3 separate regions of the Mus musculus genome follow, and all the other regions are linked to region 3. Evidence: chromatin contacts called from public HiChIP or PLAC-seq and promoter capture Hi-C data. All regions are on one chromosome and are shown on one strand. Each heading gives the region's core, a stretch centred on a gene start, on an enhancer-like site or on the middle of the called end of the contact. The rest is flanking DNA. Distances are from core to core; before and after follow the strand shown. Region 1 holds the start of Hipk2 (homeodomain interacting protein kinase 2). Region 2 holds the start of Ssbp1 (single-stranded DNA binding protein 1). Region 3 holds the start of Dennd2a (DENN/MADD domain containing 2A).

Region 1 (3,846 bases), core at 955-3,454, 680 kb before region 3:
CATGGATTTCAAATGAAATCAACATAATCAATGAAGTTCCCAGGGTGGCTTTGTTCAAGGTTGACAAAATACATCCCGACCCACCTCCCCAGCTTCCTGGAAGAGGAATTTTTATTCCTCTATTACAGTTGTGAATTCAATGCCAAGTTCTTTCTAAAATGCTCACCCGGAGTGTCCAGCAGAGGGAGTCTCAAGGAGGTACTTAATAAAGAGAAAACTGTTTCATTTTAACACTCTAGACAGTGGGAGCTTTGACTGCAGCCCCCCTCCCCTAGACACAGATGAACAATGAATGCCCGACATGGGTTCTCCTACATGTTCACGTCCCCACTGGCATGTTTCTAGTCTACGTGGTGGAGTGATCCGAAATTTTGTTTTGTTGTGTGGAACGGTTAAATAGACCTTGTGTTCTTCGGAATCAAAGAGGAAAGCCCCTGGAATAACATTTCTCTGTTGCTTTCTAAACAGCCCCTTTGTTTCTAAGAGACTCTGGAAAAAATATTTACAGTCCATAGGTTATTTACAGCCTTGTTATTCAGAGCCTGAATGGTAAGAGAGTCCATGCAGAAACCTAATTCATTTAGAGCCCTGGTACTAATAACAGATTTTCTTTTCAGATAAGTTTTTTTTTTTTTTTTAAATCAGCCTCTCCTAACAGAGATAAAACTATTAATGAGATCCCTGTTTCACTCGGCCCAACAGTTCCCTGGGTTTATAGGATTACAATCTCCCCTAGCCCCTCCTCTTGGTTCCTGGCAAACCCGTTTCCCTCTCATTTGCGATTTCATACACAGAATATCTGAACAAAACCGAAAGAAAGCCAGATGGACCCACGCTAAAAGTATGTAAAGGGCTGCTATTTCAATGATTTCACGAGAGAAACATTTTCACGACGAAATAACTGAAAAAATCTGGCACACTTTGGTTGAAAAATACCCGGTACTACAAGCACACAAAACCCCATAGAAGAGTAAAAACTTAGTTGATTCCGGCTTGATTTTCTCGCTGCAAGCTGACGGAACTGACTGAAGAGAACCGAAAGAGTGCGCGAGGCAGCTGTATCGCCTTACCTTTTCTTTCTTCTAAAGACAGTCAAATGGGAAAAAAATCAGCCAACGCCAGGTGAAGGTGCACAGCACCGATCTACCCAGGCCGAGCCAGAAAACCTTCTTTCGCACCCCCTTCCCCGCCCCCCCCAAAAAGCCAAACTACATTCTCCCTTCCACACGCCAACTGCGGGGAGATTTTGAGCCTATTTCATTGTTCTGCCTGGGTCTGAAATGGACTTTTCATCTCAACCCTCTCTCATCGCTTGGCCCCTTTCAATCGGATTCCACAGCCACCACCACCACCACCACCCCCCAAAAATCGGAGGCTCGGGAAGAATAAAGGAGTGTGGGGTGGGAGTGGAGATGTTTGGAAAAGGGAGCAGAGAGGACGGACAAGTAGAAAGGAGATCGTTTAAAGGTAATGGGGGAGGACCGCATCACCTTCATTTATCACAAATAAACAGAAAGCAGTCACGGATCCGTCTTTTCCCACACGCCGCCCCCATTTCTTTTCTTTGGGCAGCAGCCCACCGGCACACACCCCCCAGCCGCCTTCTCTGCCCTGGAAATAAGATCCTGCTCCAGGCCGGCTCCGGTCCCGTCTGGACCCAGGATGGGGGCACCGGGGAAGGTCGCGAGCCCCCAGGACCAGGGCCCGGGGCTGCGGCCGGGGGCTGCCGGGCGAGGGGCCGCGGGCAGAACAAAGCTACGGGGGCCGCGGCTGGCCGAGCGAGCGGGGGGATCGCGGGCCGGGTGCCCCTTACCTTCGTACACGGGGGCCATCGGGGCCGGGGTGTCCGCGGTTCATGGCAACGGAGAAGGGAACGCGGCGCGCGAGCTCGGCCCCCTCAGCCTCAGTGGGAATCTGCCATCTTGAGCCTGTGTCTCCGCTCTCGGCGCAGCCCAGGCCGCCAGCGCCCGCATCACCGCCTCACTTGGCCGGCGCCGGGGGAGGGGGCCGGGCGGGCGCGTCGCCGCCGCCGCCGCCGCCGCCGTAGCCGCGGCCCGGGCCCTGCGCGGGGGGCTCGGCCGGCCCGGGGCGGCTAAGGCGCCGAGGCCAAGGGCCGGGCGGGTCCGCGAGGGCGGGAGCCGGGGCGGGCTGCGGCGGCCAGGGCCCGGGCCGGAGCTCAGCTCCGCATGGCTGTGAGGCGGGGGCGCCGGCAAAAGTTGCCCGTGAGGAGCAGGGGGAGGGGGCGGGGGCGGGGCGGCGCGGCCGGGCGCGAGCGGGCGGGCGGGCAAGCGCGAGCGAACGAGCCGGGAAGAGCCCCAGGGAGTCCGCGCGCAATCGAGCGCCGATGGCACGGATGCGAGGCGGGGAGGGCCGAGCCGAAGGGCAGAGCGGGGCGTCGGCGGGGGCCGAGCGCGGCCCGAGGGGAGCCGAGCGGCCGTGCGAGCGGGGCTGGGCGAGAGCGCGGTGCGCTGGCCCGCAGCCGCCGACCGGAGCTCCGCGGTGGAGGCGGCCACAACTTTGTGTGTGCGTGCTTGGGAGTGCGCGCGTGGGTGTGCGCGCGCCGGCCGACCGGGCCGGGGAGCGCGAGCGGCTGCTGCCGACAGCAGTCCCGCTGCCGGGCAAAGTGTCTTCACCCCAGCGCGTGCGGGCTCCGTTCTAGCCGACACGCGGGGGAAATGACTGGAGGGAGTGGGCGCGTAGTCCTCCCGGGAGAATGTCGGGGGAGCTCCCTGAACTGCTCGGGGAAAACGCAACGTCAGGATGGACGCCTGATCCCGATGTTTGGAGAGCCCTCTCCTCCATCATCCGGGTGGGAGGGTCCCACCTAGTGGCTCCAGGGTTTTGCTTTTTTTCTGCTCACTCGGGCCGGAGCGAAACGTTCTCTAAACTCTCCTAGCCTGGATCTCTGCCCTGATTTGCCTCTCCAGCTCGCTTCTGGACGTCTGCACGGGACGCCCTGCCTTTTGCCTCCAACTTACGAAAACTTGTTGAGTCCTGATATATGAATAGTTCATAAAAGAAATTAAGTGGGTGACAACAAAGCTTCTGAAAAGCCAACAAAATATTAGTATCCAGCAAAAAATATTTTGTCTCATAAACCCTTTATTTTCAGGTATGAATACTGGACACCTGATGTAAATTGTATTTCCTACCTGTAAATCATAGGTCCAAAACAGTTTAGAAGCTACCTTGAGGGTGGGGATGTAATATGATGACCTCTAACTCTGGAGAACTTTCTTTAAAACAAGCCCATTGTTTTCTTTTCTTTTTAAGACCATTGTTTTCTCACTATCTTTCCAGCTTCTGTATCCCGTGCCCATCCACCACCCAAAAATAAAAAAACAACCTAGCTCCTGCACACACGTGGCTGGTTTTGTTACTGGAAAATAAGTTTCACTTCATCTTGGGATGGTCCTTGACGGCGATCTTCTTTGCCTCAATATTTCATATTACATTACACTAGTGCTTTCCTTACTCTAATGTTCTTCACGTTGTAGACTCCTAGGCGACCATTGGTAAGGGGAACCTCAGAGATCATCTAGGCCTGCCTTGCCGTTTTGCAGTCCAAGAAGCCCACAACAGTAAAGGATATTATCCAATGATACAAAGTATTGGACCTTAACTTTAGATCTTTAGGCCCCTACGATCTTCCTTCACACTCTTCACTTGTCCCTTTCTATCCCCTTGTAATCCTTAACTGGTTTCCCTAGATTTGTTCATGGCCGGTTGCTCCTAAATACTGCTGCTCTCTCAAATGGAGTGGTTCTGGCCACTCCATGCTCCTACTTCTATCTTCTAAAGACTCACCTTCATCTAGTGCTAAGTCTCTTAGTTCCTTGGCTTTTA
Region 2 (4,246 bases), core at 1,546-4,045, 910 kb after region 3:
GCACGGTGGGAAGCAGACGGCGTGGCTCTGGGAGCAGTAGCTGAGAGCTTCCCATCCTGATCTGAAGGCAGCACACTGGTAGACACTAGGCCTGGTGGAGGGTTTAAAACCTCAAAGCCCATTGCAAGTGACACACTTCCTCCAAGAAAACCACATGTATCCCAAAGAAGCTGCCACATCTCTAAATCCTTCTGATTCCTTCCAAACAGATCCACATCCCCGGTAAACATTAAACATCCAGTCTCTGGGGGCCTTCTCATTCAAAGCACTTCATGTGGTGTCTTCCCCTCCCTCTCTGCCTATGGAAAGGGTTCTGGGTTTCCCTATAATGACATTGGAGCATATTATAGATTCTTGTATCTCTAACAAAAATTTTGAGCCTTTTTTTTTCCCCCAGTGAAAATTTTTTTGGTTCCTCAACATTTTGGCTTACTTGAATTTGAATATGCCCGAAGTCATATTTCCACTCATGTTTTTGTGTTCCCCCATGAAATTTCTAGGTACACTGTAAGCTAGGCTTTTTATAACAGGCTTTTTATGTTCTAGGAGCTCATCAATGGGGATGGCATACCTTCATGGTCATTTATAATACAATATGCAAAAGAGGGAGGGAGTAACTAGTTGAGGAGAGCATTTTTAAAGTGTGTACAGGGCTGTATTTCAGATTCTGGGGATATGGACAGCTGACCGAGGTTGAAGTGTCTGTTGCACTAAGAAGGAACATTACCAGAAGCAATACCTCAGTTACAGTCTCTCCCTCACACTGTACAAGAACATATCCATTGTAATACCTTTTTTTTGTTGTTGTTGTTAAAAGGAAACCATGAAGGAGCAGGACTTGCAGCTTCTTCCAGATAACCAGCCAAGGAAGGAGAATGTGTCAGTTCCTCTCTGGGTGGACAACAGGGCTCAGTCAAGACTCCCCATTCAGGGGTTCTTTATAAAACGTTAAGGCAGGGTGCTCTCAAGTTTCAGTTGTCTATATTTTTCTTTAACCAACCTTCTCTACATTCTTCAAATAGAACAAAGGCAAAACTAACGGGATAGTGAAGAACAGAACTGGCTATACATGAGCCAATAGATGTCTGCAATGGGGAAACAGAGTTAAGATTTACTCCACAGTTCAAGTCTGGGACCACTGAAACAAAGCTTGCGAGGTGGGCGGGCGGGATTTCTCTCTGGAGGAAAAGGAGCAACTTTGTTTTTCCTTTGTCTTGCCTCCAAAGCTCATAAAGAGGAAACCATTGAACTAATGTAGCAGGTGGGATGTCTTCTTATTACTAGGGTGTGTGTGTGTGTCCCTGTCCAATTCAGTGCCTCGTTATTTCAGGAAATCAACTTTGTAAAGGTAAAAGTACAGGGAAGTAAACATCTATAAAGGCGTCACTAGTGAGCCAGACAATAATTCAGACCCCCCCCCCTCCTAAAATCAGAAAGAATGGACCTTAGGAGGCAGTGTGTCTGTTTGAATGGTTTGGAGTTCCCTTCTGTCTAACACTGGAGCCCCACTGAATCTTGTTGCCTTGGGTTCCTTAATTTGTAGGATTCATAAGTGCGTTACTTCACTAGGGCCAGGATTAGGGTAAACAACATAGGATTTAGAGGAGCAAAAGAAAGTCAGCAATCAAAAGAAAAGATGTCTCAATGCAGTATTTTGGAAATGTTAAAACTAAGAAATTTTACTATGAACATGATATTACCAAATACAAGATCAACAAGCTTAAGTTACTTGAGATTGTTTAAGACTGTCACTGAGTGCTGGATGTGATGGCACATGCCTTTAATCACAGCACTAGGGAGGTAGATGCAGCAAGGGGAATCTCTGGGAGTTAGAGACAAGCCTGGTCTGGTCTACATGAGATCCAAGTTTCAGGCCAGCCAGGGATACACAGCGAGACAGTGTCTTTTTTCTTTTCTCTTTCTCTCTCTCTCTCTCTCTCTCTCTCTCTCTCTCTCTCTCTCTCTTTCTTTCTTTTAAGCTTTTCCATCTAGAATAACTGCCAAAGATGTAGAATTGAAACACAAAATGAAAAAAAAAAATCTAAAAAATACTGATCAGTTTCTTTCTATAAAAGTAAAATCTTAATTACACTTTGCTTTAAAATAAAGCAACGTTTTGACTTTTAACACTTCTTCAAAATGTTTTGGAATTTCATAAACTTTTAATGTTTTAGGGAAAACATATATACAAATACATAATATAAGGGCGCATTTCTCTTGTGCCTTAGGCACAGTTTGGGACCGGTACTTAATAAAGATGTTAAAAATTTTGCTCCTCACGTGTTTCTTGAATTTTTTGACTTAACATGTTAACATATCTAGATCACCGAGGTTTTGACAGCAATTAATTCTTCAGTCTTACTGCATTAGGAGACTTGTGTCGGTTTTAGTTCCTCCAGGGGCTCAAATATGTTTTATTTCACCTACCTCACTCCCTTTCCCAGGCTGGGAACATCAAATAATTTCAATTTAGGGCTGGGAATAGAGTTCTGGCCAGAGTTTGGTTAGCCAGTGCGGGGCCACTACCGGAGCGAGGGTGGAGATCAGGAAAAACAAAACAAAACAAAAAACCCCAACAACCAAACTAAACCAAACCAAACAACAAAAAAACAAAACCAAAATCGTAAAACTACCCACAGGTGGCATCGTTGATCCGCCCACTTCCGCCTGGACAGAAGTTCCTGGCACTTCTAAATTGAGGGGTCGTGTTTCCGGCGACATCAGCCGGCGGCATTTCAACGACGCACTTCAGAGATTTCCTGTCTTTCCTTGCATCTCGCGAGCTTTGCGGGCTCCGTGCGCCGGAAGCGAGCCGCTGGCGGTCGGGCTCTGCGTGTCCGGTGAGGGAGGGGAGAAGGCTGGCACGAAGTTGTGTTTCCCGAGTGCACGGGCGCGTGCGGGGCTCGGGAGGAGTTGTGCGGCTCCTCGCTGGAGTCCGAGTGTCCCCCGCCGTTCCCTGTGCTGCTCGCGAGCGCCACTTTGGGGGAAGAGCAGCCTCTTGCCCCCGCGGCGAGGCTGGGGAGCCGGGCTTACTCAGCGCTAACGGGGACGAAGGCACTGATTTGCGTCCTTTCGGAGTAGCGTTTACTGTGCCCGCACTGTTTGTAGAGACAGTTTTAGGGGTCTAGAATAACAGAACAAGTTGGAAAAAAAAATGTCCGAGACAACTTCTATTGTAAAGAAATCTAGCAGACAATGGATTGCAAGTGAGAACAGGTTTTTCCCCTCTTTTCTGCTGGTTGAGACCCAGAACCACAGAGTTTCTTTTGTCTCGCTCAGTTTTTGTTTTCAAAAAGAAAGGAACTCCCCACACGTGCAAAAAATGCGGTTGCAAATTGGGTGCACGAGAAGCTGGACGCGCTTAGGATTTAGGACTAGAGAGCATGTGTGTTCTTGATGGATACTGTAGTTTCTTGATTTATCATTTTTCTCTTTTCTTTCTTTCCTTTAGGAAAAGCCTAAAGATTAGGTTGTAAGAAAAACAGAAGCCATGTTTCGAAGACCTGTGTTACAGGTAGTCACTTTTCTACATTAGTGAGTGCTCCAACCGTGTTTCCATAGTCTATAGCCATGTTTTGTTTTGTTGCTTTTCGATTTTGCATACATAAGCACGAGATTCTTACGCCTATCCAGCGTGTTCTATGTGTTTATTTGATGTGGGAGATTCAGAAGGGATTTTGTGTGTGTGTGTGTTTATGTGTGTGTGAAGCTCATAATGTTTACTGAATCAAAAATGATTTTTAAAGTGTATTCGCATATGTAGTACACCTCATGAATTTAATTTAGTAAATATTTGTTACCAGTGCTTAGATCAGAGTATTCATTTAATTATGTAAGTTATTATTATCATTTTTGTTTTGCTGTTTTTGAGACAGCCACTCATAGTTAAGACTATCTTGAGACTCACTGTTAGGCTGAGATGACCAAGAACCTTCCTCCTCCTGCTTCTACTTTGTCACCGATGGTATTTCAGGCCTGCCCCATCGCACCTGATTTCTTCTAACCTTGTCCCATATGGCTCTGGTCTTTTATGACCTTCTGGCCCCTCTCCTCCCCACTCCCATCTTGCTATCCAGAGAGCAGAGCTCACTTCTTGCCACAAATTCATGACCATTCTGCAATCTAGTCGGGTGTCCTCTACTCTAGCCAGCCTTAAGCAGGCCTTAATTACCATTTTTCCTCAGTGTGGCACGTGGGTACCAAGTCTTGTAAATTCTCCTAATGTAAAATCTATTACTTTTCTTCT
Region 3 (4,055 bases), core at 1,023-3,522:
GACAACAGACAGACAGACAGACGCATGCACAATGGAGGCGGCAGGAAGAAAGGGAGAGGCTCTGACTCCATGCTGCAGACACACGGGTTCTCCCCCATGCCTGCCTCTCTGGCCTTTGGGTGACTTTGCTGTCTCCTCTGTCCCAGATAACCTTCCCTGCACTTTCATGGTGGAGTGACTCCCAGGGCATCCACAGGCATCCTCTCTGGATTCTCCTGGTTCTACAGCATACAGCATGAATAGCCAGGCCAGACTGGAATGGTAGCTTCTGGTACCAACATGTCCCCAGTCACCAGCACGCAGACCCATTTATATGAGTGAAGTAAGACCTGGCAGGTGCATCTTCCAGAATGAACATCCAGACACGAAGCTCTCTGCCAGTCCCTTATTACCATCCCTTACAGTCTCTGAGGAATGGCAAGTTGGCTCAGCCTGATGTCCTGAAAGTTCAATCCTGACCACCCACACGATGGGAGGGCAGAACTGACTCCTACAAATTGTCTTCTGATCTACATACATGACTAGTAGCACATACACAATAAATAAAAATGCAATAAAATTATTTTAATTTAAAAAATAGTCTCAGAGCTGGAGACATAGCTTAGTTGGTAGAGAACTTACTGAGCAAGCAGGAAGCCCCAGGTTTGACCCCAGACATCTCATAAAGGTTTGTGCCACACTCCCGTAATTCTAGTGTTTTGGAGGTAGACTCAGGGACTAGAGAGATGGCTCATCAGTTAAGAGCACGAGCTCGGGCTGCTCTTCCAGAGGACCTGGGTTCAATTCCTAGCACTCACATAGCAGCCCACAACTGTGTGTAACTAACTCCAGTCCTAGAGGATAGGCACTAGAGCGGCCGTGGGCACTGCATGAACATGGTGTACAGACATACATTCAGGGAAACTCATAAAGATATAGTACATTTAAAAAAATTAATTCAAAATCAAGTTCAAGGTCTGTCTAAGCTACCTGAGACCCTGCCTCAAACAAACAAGTCCCTGAACTGAGCCTGCCTGCCTACCAGTAATCCTGAATTTAGAGAGTTAAGACAAAAGGGAGGACTTTAAGTTTGAGGCCAGCCTGGGTCACATACTGAGACCCTGTCTCAAATAAATAAACTGTCTGTTTCTGTTTGCCTTCTGCTTCCTCTCTGAATCTCCAACTCTCTCCTCTGTGGTCCATTCCCTAAAGAGCCTATTCAACTCTTCAGGTGTTTGGTACTGAAGGAGAAAGGCTTTTCTATAGTAACCACAGCAGGTGCAAGTGTTTCATAACAAATTACTGTAAAGTGCCTATTATAACACTATTACCACACTCCACAATTACCTGTCTTTTGGGGAGCTATAGTCACAACCCTGAAAGCCATCAGAGCACCCGGCCAGAAGTCAGCCTGCTCCTTCCTCAGCAGGCTGGTTAAATTAGGGTCCCAGCTCTCTCCTTGTTCCAATCCAGGGCCAAAGGAAGGCACTCCTTAGCTTCCTGTGTCTGCCCCTCACTACAGGATTCCGGGCGCTGAGCTCCCTCTGGCTCAGTGGTCTGACTCCATATCACAGTGACTCTCCTGCACAGGACTATATCCTGTGTGGTTAAGAGACTTACCCTGGGCTCCATCTACTCCCAACTCCATCCTTGGGGAGGAAAGTGGGAGAAGTAAACTTCAACGTACCCCACTTTCCACCACGACAAATCCCGACTAGAGCCGCCTGGACTCCCCCACCCCAGCGTACACACTCGGTCTCACACGCGCGTACTCACTCACAGCCGCCCGGGAGCTCCGGCACAGCGCAGGGCCGGGCTCTGCCCAGTTTCTGCAAGTTTCTTCGGCCCTGAAGTTAGCCCGACCCGGGAAAGAGCTGTGGATCGCTTCCTGCGCGGGTCCCCAGGGCCCCGCTGAAGCGTCCCCAGCGCCGCCTGCGAGGAGCCCCGGCTTGCGCCTGCAGTCTCCTCGTCGCCCCCGCGCGTACCCTCCCGGGTCTCCCCCGAGGTCGCCCGCACTCCGGCGCCCAGCCCTACCTCTCTACGGGCGTCGGCTCCGCGGGTTCTGGGGCGCAACTCGCGGTCGCCCGGGGCAGGGGCGGCGGGGGCCTGGGGCGCCATGGCCCGCTGCCCTCCGCGCCTTTGTCCGCGCGGCCTCCCCCGGCCGCCGCGAGCCCCTCGGGTCCCCGCCGCGCGCGCTCCCGTCCGGTCCCCGCCGCCTCCGGCCTCGGAGGCGTGCTGCGTCTCCTCTGGCCTCCCGCGCGCGCGGCCCCTTCCTCTGCCCTGGGCTGCGCCGCGACCGTCTGCAGTGACGCGCGCCCCCTCCTCCCGACCCATCCCGCGGCTCCAGTGAGCTAATCCGCAGCTGGCGGGCGCCCGGCCGGTTGCCACAGCAACCACTCTCCCAGGGCCCGCCGCCGAGGGGAGCCACGGTAAACAGGACCTTCTGCCGCACTCACTCGCCCCCTCGCCTTTCGAGGGGTGGGGGAGACGGTGGCTTAACCTTTTCTGTGCTGAAGATCGCCGAACCGGTTCTCTGCTACCCCGACTGAGGTCCATTCTTGAGATGCGCTTAGCCAGGGGCCGAGAACCAGATTTAGACAGCACCAAAGCCGTAGCCACACTCCCTGCCCTTGCTTTGTTTCTGAGCAGTTAGGGTGGACGCCTCAGGCAGAATTGGGCTCCACATTTGCCCCCAAGCAACTGACAGTCATGAGATAGGCCTTCGAGGCCCAGTTTGCCCATAAGCAACAACTCACAGTCATGAGACAAGCTATTTGGACCCAAGGGTCCATATTTGCCCCTAAGCAACTCAGGAGCCTGGGCCATAAGGATCCAGGGGCCCACCTCCCTACAGAAGGGTACAGAATGGGTCCCAAGCCCTGGTCAGGAAAAGTGATCAGAGAACTGGCTTTCTACAGCACACCGGTCCCACGGTCCCACGGTTCCACGGTCCCACGGTCCCACGTACACAGGGTGCAGTCAAAGCACTCACACAGGAGGTTTTTAAGACAGTAGGATTGCCAAATTGGGGGGCTGGTGAGATGGCTCAGTGGGTAAGAGCACCCGACTGCTCTTCCAAAGGTCCAGAGTTCAAATCCCAGCAACCACATGGTGGCTCACAACCATCCGTAATGAGATCTGACTCCCTCTTCTGGAGTGTCTGAAGACAGCTACAGTGTACTTACATATAATAAATAAATAAATCTTAAAAAAAAAAAAAAAAAAAGGATTGCCAAATTGGAGTCCACTTGAAAATGCTGTGGGGGCCTTAAGGGAGCCAACACAGGCTGGGGCATTCTCTGGGGCTTTGGTGACCAGCGATAGTGAATCAGTTATAGAAGGTGGAGAAACAGGGCAAGAAAAGACAGCCTGAAAAGAGGGAAGAGTGTGACTGGTGTTGTGGGGGTGTCACATTATGGTATTTGGGGGACCCTTAAGTGGGAGGGAATAAGGATCGATGGGTAGGCCTGGAGGGATTCAAGTGGCCTGGGCAGAATTTGAATATTATGCTAAAGGCAAAGGGGTCCAAGCAGAGAAACACCAGATGCTAAGTGCTCAGGCCTGACAGTGACAATTTATCTGCCCTGAGGGTAGGTGCCAGCCAGTCTCCTTCCTGGCTATTAGAGACCTTCAAGAGTAGCCTAATGGCCTAAAGCTTAGGTTGGGGTGGCCAGTTGGGGGTGGGATAGGTACAGACCCAGAGTCTTACAACTTCACAAAGTGGGTCCTCAGAAGAAAACTAGAGCTTCATATAAAGAGGAAACCAGGCGAGGCATGTCTGTAACCCAACACTCAGGAGACTGAGGCAGGAGATCTCTAGTCTGTGTGCAGGGGGTGAGGTATGGTAATGAGAGTGGACTTCAGACACCAGGGAACTGGGACTTAAAGTTCCAGGCGAAACAAAGTTGCATGTCCTTCATAGTTGAGGGGTTTGCTCATTGCAGGAGATCGTTGAGGCCTTCCTAAATTCTTCATGCCACACCCGTTTCAATGAAGCACTGTAGACTCTCAGAACAGACATTTGCCAAGTGTAAGCTTTTTTTTTTTTAAAGTGTTAGCATTCAAAGTATTGCTTT

Evidence for each region. Promoter capture Hi-C pulls out the DNA fragments that hold promoters and counts their contacts. HiChIP or PLAC-seq counts read pairs in DNA pulled down with a chosen protein or histone mark.
Region 1: a promoter capture Hi-C map of pre-B cells shows a contact between it and region 3, with 3 times the contacts expected there. The contact joins the promoter of Hipk2 here to the promoter of Dennd2a in region 3. A contact is called at or near these places in 4 of 39 promoter capture datasets (the 3T3-L1 cell line, hippocampal neurons, neutrophils and 1 more), 1 of 484 Hi-C or Micro-C datasets (embryonic stem cells) and 1 of 115 datasets of contacts at active chromatin or transcription factors (astrocytes).
Region 2: an HNF4G HiChIP or PLAC-seq map of pancreatic cancer cells shows a contact between it and region 3. The contact joins the promoter of Ssbp1 here to the promoter of Dennd2a in region 3. A contact is called at or near these places in 1 of 39 promoter capture datasets (pre-B cells) and 2 of 115 datasets of contacts at active chromatin or transcription factors (large pre-B cells and pancreatic cancer cells).

The regions. Positions count from the first base shown.
Region 1 is chr6:38,873,986-38,877,831 of GRCm38.p6, forward strand. Hipk2 (homeodomain interacting protein kinase 2) reads right to left here and starts at 2,205. Exons shown (of 15, transcript NM_010433.2): 1 at 1,814-2,205. The coding sequence starts at 1,832. It also overlaps a transcript of Tbxas1 not described here.
Region 2 is chr6:40,468,620-40,472,865 of GRCm38.p6, forward strand. Ssbp1 (single-stranded DNA binding protein 1) reads left to right here and starts at 2,796. Exons shown (of 6, transcript NM_028358.2): 1 at 2,796-2,840; 2 at 3,452-3,514. The coding sequence starts at 3,491.
Region 3 is chr6:39,555,562-39,559,616 of GRCm38.p6, forward strand. Dennd2a (DENN/MADD domain containing 2A) reads right to left here and starts at 2,273. Exons shown (of 19, transcript NM_172477.4): 1 at 2,014-2,273.